Linked DNA regions of Drosophila melanogaster: region 1 is linked to region 2. A link is a contact called in public Hi-C data. All regions are on one chromosome and are shown on one strand. The core of a region is the stretch at or near the end of the contact, and the rest is flanking DNA. Distances in the headings are between cores, read along the strand shown.

Evidence for each region. A called contact is a pair of places that touch in the nucleus more often than the background predicts.
Region 1: a contact with region 2 is called in a Hi-C map of the Kc167 cell line, with 1.6 times the contacts expected there. The contact joins the promoter of Kif3C here to the promoter of lncRNA:CR45201 in region 2. A contact is called at or near these places in 10 of 107 Hi-C or Micro-C datasets (the Kc167 cell line, the S2 cell line, eye imaginal disc and 2 more).

Annotation. Positions count from the first base shown.
Region 1 is chr4:1,145,168-1,150,751 of dm6, forward strand. Kif3C (Kinesin family member 3C) reads left to right here and starts at 2,299. Exons shown (of 5, transcript NM_143682.4): 1 at 2,299-2,451; 2 at 3,822-4,046. The coding sequence starts at 2,380. All of the region lies in intron 1 of CG32017, which reads right to left.
Region 2 is chr4:956,650-962,175 of dm6, forward strand. It overlaps lncRNA:CR45201 (long non-coding RNA:CR45201), which reads right to left and starts at 2,785. Exons shown (of 1, transcript NR_123751.1): 1 at 2,575-2,785. It overlaps 4E-T (eIF4E-Transporter), which reads right to left and starts at 1,743. Exons shown (of 8, transcript NM_166798.2): 1 at 1,357-1,743; 2 at 1-1,240. The coding sequence starts at 1,382. It also overlaps asRNA:CR44030.

The DNA.
Region 1 (5,584 bases), core at 1,049-3,548, 190 kb after region 2:
GGACTTCTAAACAAAATTTTACTCATAACAAATTTTTTACCTTTACTTCCAGTTGATGAATATTAATATTAAAAAGTATACAGAGCCAATGTGACGAATTTATATATTTTAAACTTTATAGAAAACTGTATACAACCCAAAAGCACGTACTATCCTTTAAAAATTCGTAGAAAACTTTATACAGCAGCGTGAAAAGGAATTATTGTATATAGTGGGTAGTCTTTGAATTCCTATTTTGTTATAACATTTAAATAATTAAAGATATAAAAAACCTACATATATATACATATATACATAAATAAATATTAATATATAAATACATAAATATATAAATATATAAATATATAAATACATAAATATATAAATATATAAATATATAAATATATAAATATATAAATATATAAATATATAAATATATAAATATATAAATATATAAATATATAAATATATAAATATATAAATATATAAATATATAAATATATAAATATATAAATATATAAATATATAAATATATAAATATATAAATATATAAATATATAAATATATAAATATATAAATATATAAATATATAAATATATAAATATATAAATATATAAATATATAAATATATAAATATATAAATATATAAATATATAAATATATAAATATATAAATATATAAATATATAAATATATAAATATATAAATATATAAATATATAAATATATAAATATATAAATATATAAATATATAAATATATAAATATATAAATATATAAATATATAAATATATAAATATGTAAATATATAAATATATAAATATGTATATATGTATATATGTATATATAAATAGATTACAAAACTCAATAATGATATATGTATTATTTTTTATTTACGTTTATACATTTTTTAAATGTTTTGAGTTGTATAAAACTGTATATGTATTTTATGAATGAATCGCTTTCGTACCTATATACACAGTTTTCGTAAGAACAAAATTAAAATTTAAGTCATGCGCAGATAGATATTCACTACGTCGTTAAAGCTCAATTTAAGAACTTACATATTATTATCTGAAAAACTCGATTGTTTAAAATTAAATGATGAAATGAATGAAATTAAAATAAAATTAAATAGAAAAAATTATTATAAATACATATCATTAATACAAGTTTTACTTAATACAATTAAAAAGTACAAATAATTGTTAAATTAACTGGTAAGTTTTTGAAATATTTATACAATATTTTCAAAATTTAATTATCTTTAATATTTGACGGTAATGCCTAACAAACGCGCTTTGCTTGAAATATGGTACCGTGTACCTGTAATGAATACTCTTTGCTATGACGTCTACAACACTCCGCGGAAACGTGACTAAGTGAGGGTTGGTTCATATCGTATGTGACTTGCATCCTAAGATCACGCGTGCGCGTGTTCAAAAATCGTAGCCCTCTTTTCAGGTTACAGTGGTCAAAACGGGAGCTTAAAGCTTTGCAAAATTAGTTTATATGTGTATTATAATAGAGCATTCCCATACATTCCCTATCGATTTCGAAGAAATCGTGAGGCACAGAATGGTTTTTCACACTGGGTAATATCGAATTGTTGTTAGCTTCAAAAATTTATTAAAATTTGGATTAAAATTAACTCTTTTGTTTTTAGCCTAAATTAAGCAATATGGGCAAGCTTTAATTATATAACCCATTTTAAAATACGCTAAGTGTATAATCGAATCTTGTGTGTCGCCCGTTATGATCGTACGATATAAGAAAGGCTTATTTCCTAAGTTTTCAAAAAAACTTGTGTTTAATACAAAATACAATATTCTTACGCAATTCAAAATGGAAGTATATTTTTATATTTTCATTTAACTGCCGATGCGAATTATCCATAATATACCTAATTATATACTTATGCATAATAATGGAATGCATAAATTTTTATTTGAATTCAAAAACATGTGGTTTTTCACAAAATGCCGATAATCTATTATGTTGCACGCAACGTTTAGCACTTTTTTCTCGTATTATTACTCGTTACTCGTATTGTTAAAGGGTATACCAAATCAGGATATTTAAAAATTTGACTAAAATCTTTATTTTTACTTCAGTCAAATGGCAATTTTATACACATAAGTAAAAAATGTTGCTTTGAAATTCAAAGTTCTTTAAAACTTTGGATGATGAGCGGTTTCATTTCACAAGGTTGGGAAAGACTTATTGATTCTACCAAAATTATGGTATGAAAATGATTTAAATTCGGAGCTTTACGTGAATGTATTTCGAATACTTTCAAAGTAGCTTTTAATTTCATGTATGGATTTTCTCTTGAAGCAATTATAAATATTTTTAGTTGAATTTTAAGTAAACTTTAAGACTTATTTTGACCAACACAGGAAAATGAGTGAAAATATTAAAGTTGTTGTTCGATGTCGTCCGATGAACCAAACTGAAAAAGAACGAAACTGTCAAGTAAGTGTATATTTTAATTTATTACATCGACTTTATATCGACATTACAAAGAGAAGGTTAAATTTTTTTGCCGAACACTTTTGGGATTTTAAATATTTTGTTTTGTTAAGAGTGTGTAACAGGTAAGGAAAGCAAATTTGCTGTACTTCCAAACTACAGCGACTTGGTGGAAATCAAAAACACTAACTTTTAAATACATTCATTAAACATTGTCTTTTCTAAATATATGGAAGATGATAATCCTTCAATACCCTTAACAAAACATATTTGGGTAAAAGAAAGTTTTAGCGTTTTCAGGATTCCTTGGAGACTGGGACTTATCATGCAGGTTAATAAAGTTGTGTTAGTAAAGTGATACACCTATGCATGACTAGGCCCTGGCGATCCGCTCCGAACACGCATTATAAATACGCAATTAATAGATATGTTTACATTAAGTACTAGCTTCCCGGCAGACTTCGTATAGATAATTTAAACAAGAGAGAATGTTGTAGTCAATTTCCGCGGCTATCAGTTACCCGTTACTAGTGTGAACGCGAACTCGAAATATCATAATTTTTCTGGGATATCGATAAATATTGGGGAATAAGATGGGATAAAATTTAAGAATTGTTCAAAAGTGTGGGCGTGACCGGTTTTTTTGCAAATCGATAGAAATTTACAAGACTAATTAAAGTATAAAAAATTGTTCAATAGAGTGGGCGTGACAAAAATTTTTTTTTATTGCAAATCGATAGATATTAATTAAATTATTGTAAGAAACCCAAACGTACGAGACTAATAAAGATGTGAAAAAATACAACACATTTCTCAAAAATTGTGGTCGTGGTCGCAACGCCACCATTTTAGAAAAATTATTGGATATTTTTTCATAATTTTATTTGTCTTGTAAATTTCTATCGTTTTGCCAAAAAAACTTTTTGCCACGCCACCTCTAACACCCTAAGGCCGCCAAACCGGTCACGCCCACACATTTGAATAATTTTTAATATTATGATAGTTGTTGCTTTTATGTGCAAGAGCTCCTAGAATCTAAAGCCTATTTAATTCATTTTTCTATAATAAGTATCACATTTCTGAGATAGTAATACAATACAACATTTTCTTTGACTGTCTCTCTCTCTCTGGTCATCAGTGCGATTAGCAGCTTTTCGGTGATTTAATTTACGGCGTTCGGTTATCTTAAATAATCAAACTTTGAATTAATCAAAGTCAGCAAACTGACACAAAAGCCGATAGAAATGCCTACGAAATTATAATTGTCTTGGGGTGAATATACTTCAAAGTTATATAAAGCTAAGATTTTTTGCGATCATAAAATTAATTTATTTTTTAATAAAACGACAATTTATTTACTTTTGTCATTTCAGAACATTGTTGAAATTAATGAATTTGCAGTTTCCGTGACTAATCCATCAGCTCGCATATCTCAACAAAAAAAATTCATATTTGATAGTGTTTATAATATGAAAACTGACACGGAAGTGATTTACGACGAGATGTGTTATTCATTAGTTGAGAGTACAATCGAAGGATATAATGGAACCATTTTTGCTTACGGTCAAACAGGTTGTGGGAAAACACACACAATGCAGGTACTTGTCAAAATATGTAAATGTGTATGTATGTAGACGGGTAGTATAGTAATGACTAGTATAGCTAAAGGTTAACTATATTCGTAAAAAAAATGAACAGGTATAAAGTGTATAAATTCCTTAACAGGACCACCAGCCGAGATGAGTCGAGCGGCCATGTCCGACTGAATATTTTATAATGCTTGCCGCTCGAAAAGGGTAAAATATTGTGCTTTTTGTGCTACAACATTTTTAAAACTTACATTGATTGTACGTTTTCCGATATTACATTAAAACATCTGATTTTACGGTTAAGCCCGAAGACATTGGCAACCATATAAAGTATATAATTAACTAAAGTTACCGTCGCTATGTCCACCGCATGAAATACGTCGACGAAGGCATTCTGCAATGTAAGCATTATGCCGGACGTCGTTACGTAGCTGGCAAACTTTGTTTATTTGCATGACCGCTACGAATATGAAACCGCAACAATGTGATTCGTTTTCTATTTTAGCTCCTAACTTGAATTTCTGTATTTGTAGCTTTAGTTTGATTTCGTACTCCAACGCCACAGCTCCGCTTGGCTTAGCAAATAAAGAATTAATATTAACTCCTTGTCTTTAATTGTCGCGGCCCCGCCCGACACCCAGACTCGTATAGCCGCGCGCGATTACACCGGCATAAAATACTTAATTTATACATATGTATATTCTTAATAAGTACATACAACCACATTGTGACAGTCATGTCCGTCCTGCATCTTTCCCAAATATTTTCAGAAATTTAGTCGGAAAAAGAAAATTAAGAGAGAACACTATAGTCGGCTTTCTCGATTACCAGAGTGGATCATTAGGAATATAGTTTAACATTTTTGTGGCGTGGTTTAAATGTTTTCGCATATTAATAGATTTAAGCATATATCATGGATGTTTGTATATATTTGATTTAGTAAAAAACGCAATGAACAAATTTAAATTTTTGTTGTCCAAAATGGCCAATGGAAGAGAGATGGTCTTCGCTGCCCAGGGAATTAAGCAATGCTAAAATAACTGGAGCCATCAGTCCGGAGAAGCCCATAGTTCAAAAAAATTCAGAGAGAGTTTATGCACACTCGCACACTTATTTTAGTTTCACATTAAATGTGAAATAATTTCAGTATAAAGCTTTTATCCTAAACATATTTGAAAGTTCATGAAAATGTTAAAGAAAAGCTTCTGGCCGAGGTTGAGTAGATCTACAATAATTTAAGATAAGGGGTATCCATACTCAAGAATCGGACGGACTAGCGAAATAAATAAGGTTTTAGTCATGTAAGGATCATTAAATTCCGTAGACCACCTTTTTATAAAACCAAGCACACCGCTGGCCTTATTGACAATATTCGAAATATAGTTTGAAAATTTTGGTTTAAGGTCCAGAAGATCACCAAGATCAGCGACACGCGATATTCTGTCCAAAGAGCACATCCGTAACATCCGTTATCACGGCACCATATATGAAAGCTGTCTAGATCGGATTGTAAGTGGACGAAATTATATATAGTCGAGCAAGCGGTC
Region 2 (5,526 bases), core at 1,535-4,034:
ATGGCCGAGATCTGTTGAGTTTTGAATAGAAGTCACTACATTTTCGTCAGTGTGCTTCTTTTCATCACTTGGAATGACTTCGCGGAAATTTAAACTATCATTGCTGTTTCTCATCGAAGCTTCATCTTTGCTTGCTTGCGCGTCTAAATTTTTATCAAGTTGTTGAATTTGATTATTTTTATCTTCAGTTACGGATCGCTCTTCGTTTTTTTCCAGGTCTTCAAACCCGTGTAGATCAATAGTTTCTAGCTGTGATTTAGGTCCTGCACTGAACCATTCAGGTTCTTCGTGAATGAGATAGGAATTGCCACGCTTGCTTCGGCTTTGAGTACTGAAAGGCTCCTTACCAGAAATGCGTCGATTATTAATTCCCTGACGATCAAAAGACTTTTTGGAGTCATATTGAAAACGACGATCTGTGACTTCGGGAACACGTTCAACTAACCTTCCACTGAATGTTCGAGAACGATGTTGGCTTTGATTGTGCTGATTAAGACTGCTTGTACTTCCAGATCCATTTGGAGATGTTTCCTTTTCATTCTCAATGCTGGCTTCTACGGTCTTTTCGTTTTTGTAATCCCAATTATCACTTCTTGGCAACAGCCGACCGCTACCAATCCGCCTTTCTTGGCGGGATGTTGAAAATGTAGGTGAAGATGACATGCATTGGTCGTGATCCGGCTGAACAAAATTCAAACATGTCTCAGCAGTATCCAACTCGCTACCCTTACGGCTAGGCGAACTGGCTGCCTTGCCCTTGCTTGCACAAGTGTTTATCCCCTCGTTGCTTTCCTCGCTGTTGCTGCCTTTCGATATGACAAAACGCCTCTTTGCAAATGCCGGCATTAAATGTGAAGATGATATGCTACGGTGATCGATGATATTCAACTTATAGGGCTGTCCATGAGAAAGCGCATCCTTATCTTTATCCTCCCCACTTATTAGAAGAGAATCGGTAGGTACGAAGCGCTGGTAATAGTTGTTTGCCCGTTCTCGATTTCTCATAGCGCGACGTGAACTTATTGAGCTACTATTGGAACAAATTAAGCTCGAGTTATCTGCTTCTGGAGAAAGTCGATTCTTGTTTTGATTAGAATAGGCGCTGGACACGGTTAACGCAGCTGTGTTCAGATTAATTTTCCAAAAACCTAGCGTCTGCAATTCAAGTCGTGTTGAACATTGCGGGCGCTGTCGACTTTTACCTTCATATCTTAGAGCTAACAGGTCTACTTTCGAGTACCTAATGTGAAACAGATTGTTAAAACAATGTTAGTACATATACAAGTTTAAAAAAACAGTACGCGAGAATAATATCGAAAAAGTTGACTAAAATTTACCAATATTTAATCCACATACCTGGCACTAATCTTTGATGTATCCATTGCTAAGGACTATAGTTCACTGTGTAATCTAACTTATTACAGAAAGTCGAAAAAGTTAAGATATCCAAAATTATTAAAAACAGAACACTCTCCTATATGAACGGGAGAAATTGTACAATGAATATACAAATAGTACACACCACTTATGCAAACACACACTTTGAAAAATTAATATATATATATATATATACGTATTTTAAGGCCATATATATGACTGTTGAGTTTCATGAGAATATAATCCCAAGACGCTTACATACATATATAACAATTTTTAATGCTCACAATGTTGCGATTAGCTTTGTGAATATCACGCTAAATTGGAGTGGGATATAGACATTGAAAATATTTTGTTCTTATTGAACCTTAAGGCATTATATATATTAATATTGAAACATTAAAAGAGAAACACCGTGAAACAATGGAATTTTGAAGTTGTGACATTTGTGGGAAAAGAAATTCTAGGTTTTTCCTACTGGTGCTAAAGCGATACCAGACTAAGCATATCTGTCCGTTCGTATGAGCGTCGAGTAAAGGTGCCGAATGTTTTCTAAAATGATTAATATTATTATTTACACTTGAAAAACAAAAAATAAATTTTATTTATGTAACGTCGATGTTTTATAAAATAGTTTATATGATTATTTACATTTGAAATACTCATAATATATAATATAAATAAGAATATTTTTATATTATTAAACTATTAAATTTTAAATTTAATATAAAACAAATCAAGAAATTATAATCAGGCATGCATTACCGAATAATCGTAATTTGTTTCCGAATTCGATTTGATTTCGTAAAATTTTTTGCTGTCGGAGTGTTTTCTGTACAGTAAACAGCTGTTTAAGCTGTTTTCCAGCGGACACCTTTTTCACAATTTTAATTCCGATGTTCGCATTTAATTTTTTACTGCATTTTGACCGTTTAATTAATTAAATTAAATAGCATTACTTACGAACACTATAGGCCATCTTTTAAATTAAGATAATTAATTCTTTTATATTTTATAAGTAAGTTTAGTCGACGCACGCATGACCCCATGCCAAATCGAAAATTTTTTTTGCCGACGGCAAAATTTTGTATGTCAAATTTTTAATGGGGTCAGAAATAAATTGTATATAAAATAAATAATGAATATAAATAATTAATATAAATCAATAGACCACTGAGTAAACTATTTTTTCCCTTGGTAAATAATATCTTACGTGATATAAAAATGGGCATATACTTTTCATTTCGGCCAGACAAAAGTGTCCGTTTTACAAATCGAAAAATCCTTACGAATTTGAAAACCGGAGCACCGATCTTGCGTTTTAAAATGCCAAATCGAAAATTTTTGTTGCCGACAGCAAAATTTTGTATATCAAATTTTTGATGGGGTCAGAAATAAATTGTATATAAAATAACTAATGAATATAAATCAATAGACTACTGAACTATTTTTTCCCTTGGTTAAGATCTAACGTGATATAAAAATGGGCATATACTTTTCATTTCGGCCAGACAAAAGTGCCCGTTATACACATCGAAAATCCTTACGAATTTGAAAACCGGAGCACCAATCTTTAAAATCGAAATCGTAAAGTACTTCGATTAACGGAGCGTGCCCGATAGATTGATTTTGAAATTTTTTGTAGGTGTACACAGTTATACAAGGAAGTGCACGCCTAACGCTAAAATATGCTGCCGGCGGTCTGATGAAACATGCACGGAATAAGTGTTCGGTCGACTTCGGGAATGATCTTCGTGCACAATGTCTAGAAAATGACATCATGTTCCACACAATGTCATGGTCTATCAAAATCTATAGAGGTTTAGAGTTAAATACATAGCTATTTTTATAGTCATAGTCCCCTTTTTTTGAGAATATACGATAGTTTTGGTTATGGTCTAAGAGTGCGTCACCCAATTTCTATATGCCGTCCTGCATTGACCTAACGGTCTCTACCCACCCATTAATGAAGATAATGACGGCGGTATCGTAAGGATGGCAAAATAGGGATGGTATGGCACAGTACGAAGAAATGTGGTACAAATAAAGCCATATGTCGAGTTATTAAAAATCAAAGTTTTTCATATTTTTCGTATGGTGAGAATTTGTCGTCACATACCATGTCCAAGGGAGTAATAATTTGAAATAAATTGTTAAAGATTATCATACCAAAGACATTAGAATAACAGGATGCGTAACGTCTTACGATTTTTTGGCACACGGTTTTTTCGCCGTGGCTCCAGGCCCCCTCGAATTTTTGTTCGAGAGCGAGAGAGCGGAGAGCGCTACAGCGCACAGCTCTTTTCTACGCATACAGTGATAGCAGACAACTGTGTGTGTGCACACGTATCCATGCATTGTAAATTTGACAATATATGTACATATGTATGCCCTTCACCTTAGAAGTTCATAGACATTAAATCTATATTATTTTTGATCAATTGGCACCGTGCGAAAAATTCTTGTTTTGCATTGCCTTAACGTTATTATTATTTAAATATAGCTTAGAAATAGTAAAAGCCGAATCATAATGTCACAAAATAAATTTTAAAAATGACTGAATGAAATGAAATGAATGATTCAGCTTGCGACTTGTGAAAAATTAATAAGACATTGTTGAGTGCTTTCGTCTGCACTTCGTGCCTCAAGATATACTTCCAATAAACAGTTTTCATATTTTTGTTTATGTTATAAATTTGTATTTTCTACTACGTATTATTTTTATGGAATATTTATTTCTCAATATAATGTCTTCTATTTGGGAAATTTATGTTTTAAATTACAGTAGTTATACTTCCTTGGTATTTTCCTTAATTATTTAGTATATTTATTAAGTCATTTGACTTAATATGATGTATGTAAATGATCAATTTTTATTATTTAACATGCACATTAGATTCAGTTGTTCGATTTCAGTTTTTTTTTGTTATATTCCAATTTGATATTTTTAAAAAGCGCGCAATTTTGTCATATTGCTACGAAATCGGACAAAACTCCTCAAATATGTAAATTCGTTTCTTCAATCAGAATTGATTTCGGCCCGAAAATCGTTTTCTATCACAACACGCACACATATACGCGTTCTGGTCTCTTGCTTTTACTTACACAAGCAAGCAAATTCTATTTTTAGATTTCTTACACTCTCATTGTAAGCGAGCGGACAGACAGCAATTTTGGCCGTCACCAAAAAAGTGGCTGCATAGTGCCAAACCAATGTATGGCCGTTACGCATCTTGTTATTCTAGTGTCTTTTGTCAAACCAATGTATGGCCGTTACGCATTTTGTTATTCTAGTGTCTTTGATCATACCACCTGGCCATCAGTCATGGTGTGGAGGGAGGGGGTCAGATAGTAGAATTCGTCTTCCAACACTGGAAACTCTTAGTGAAAGCACCTATTAAAGACCTTGGAAGTATGAAACAGAAAGAAAAAAGCGTTTCCTACCCTATAAAGTATATATATACATATATGATCAGGATCACTAGCCGAGTCGAACTGGCTACTGCCACTCCTACACCTTTCCTATCGTTCCCATCGATATGCTGAGTATCGAGTATCTGATCTGTCGAAAAATACGGCTGATTTTGTTGCTTAATAATTATTAAACATGCATTTCTACGGAATGTATTGTAATTTTATACCTGATGTTTTGGTATTTTTTTCCAGTTCTGAAAATTTCTATCGATTTGCCAACCAACTTCTTGCCACGCCCACTTTATACCCACAAAACTCCGAAAACCACACTTTTGAACAATTTTTAAACTTTAACAAAATCTATCCGCAAATTATGAAATTTCGTGTTAGCATTTCCACTAGATGAATAGTCGGGGAACTCGAATGAGTTCCTCCTCTCTTGTTAAAGTTATAATTTTTCAAAGACCTTGAAAATACTGGAACTGTTAGACTTGCAATGTAGAGTAAGAACAAGAAATCGACTTTAAAATACCGTACACAGGCGAACAGAGATGAGATTTGACTTACCATTAAAATTCCGCTGCTAGCGCATCTTTTGCTTGATGGCCCCGTTTTTCTAAACGAAGTATATGTACATAGCTTTCTGTTTTGTTTTCAATAAAGTTTTATTTATTCGGTTCTGAAGGCTAGCCTTTATTTAAATTAAACATATATGAAGCAATTTGAAATTATATT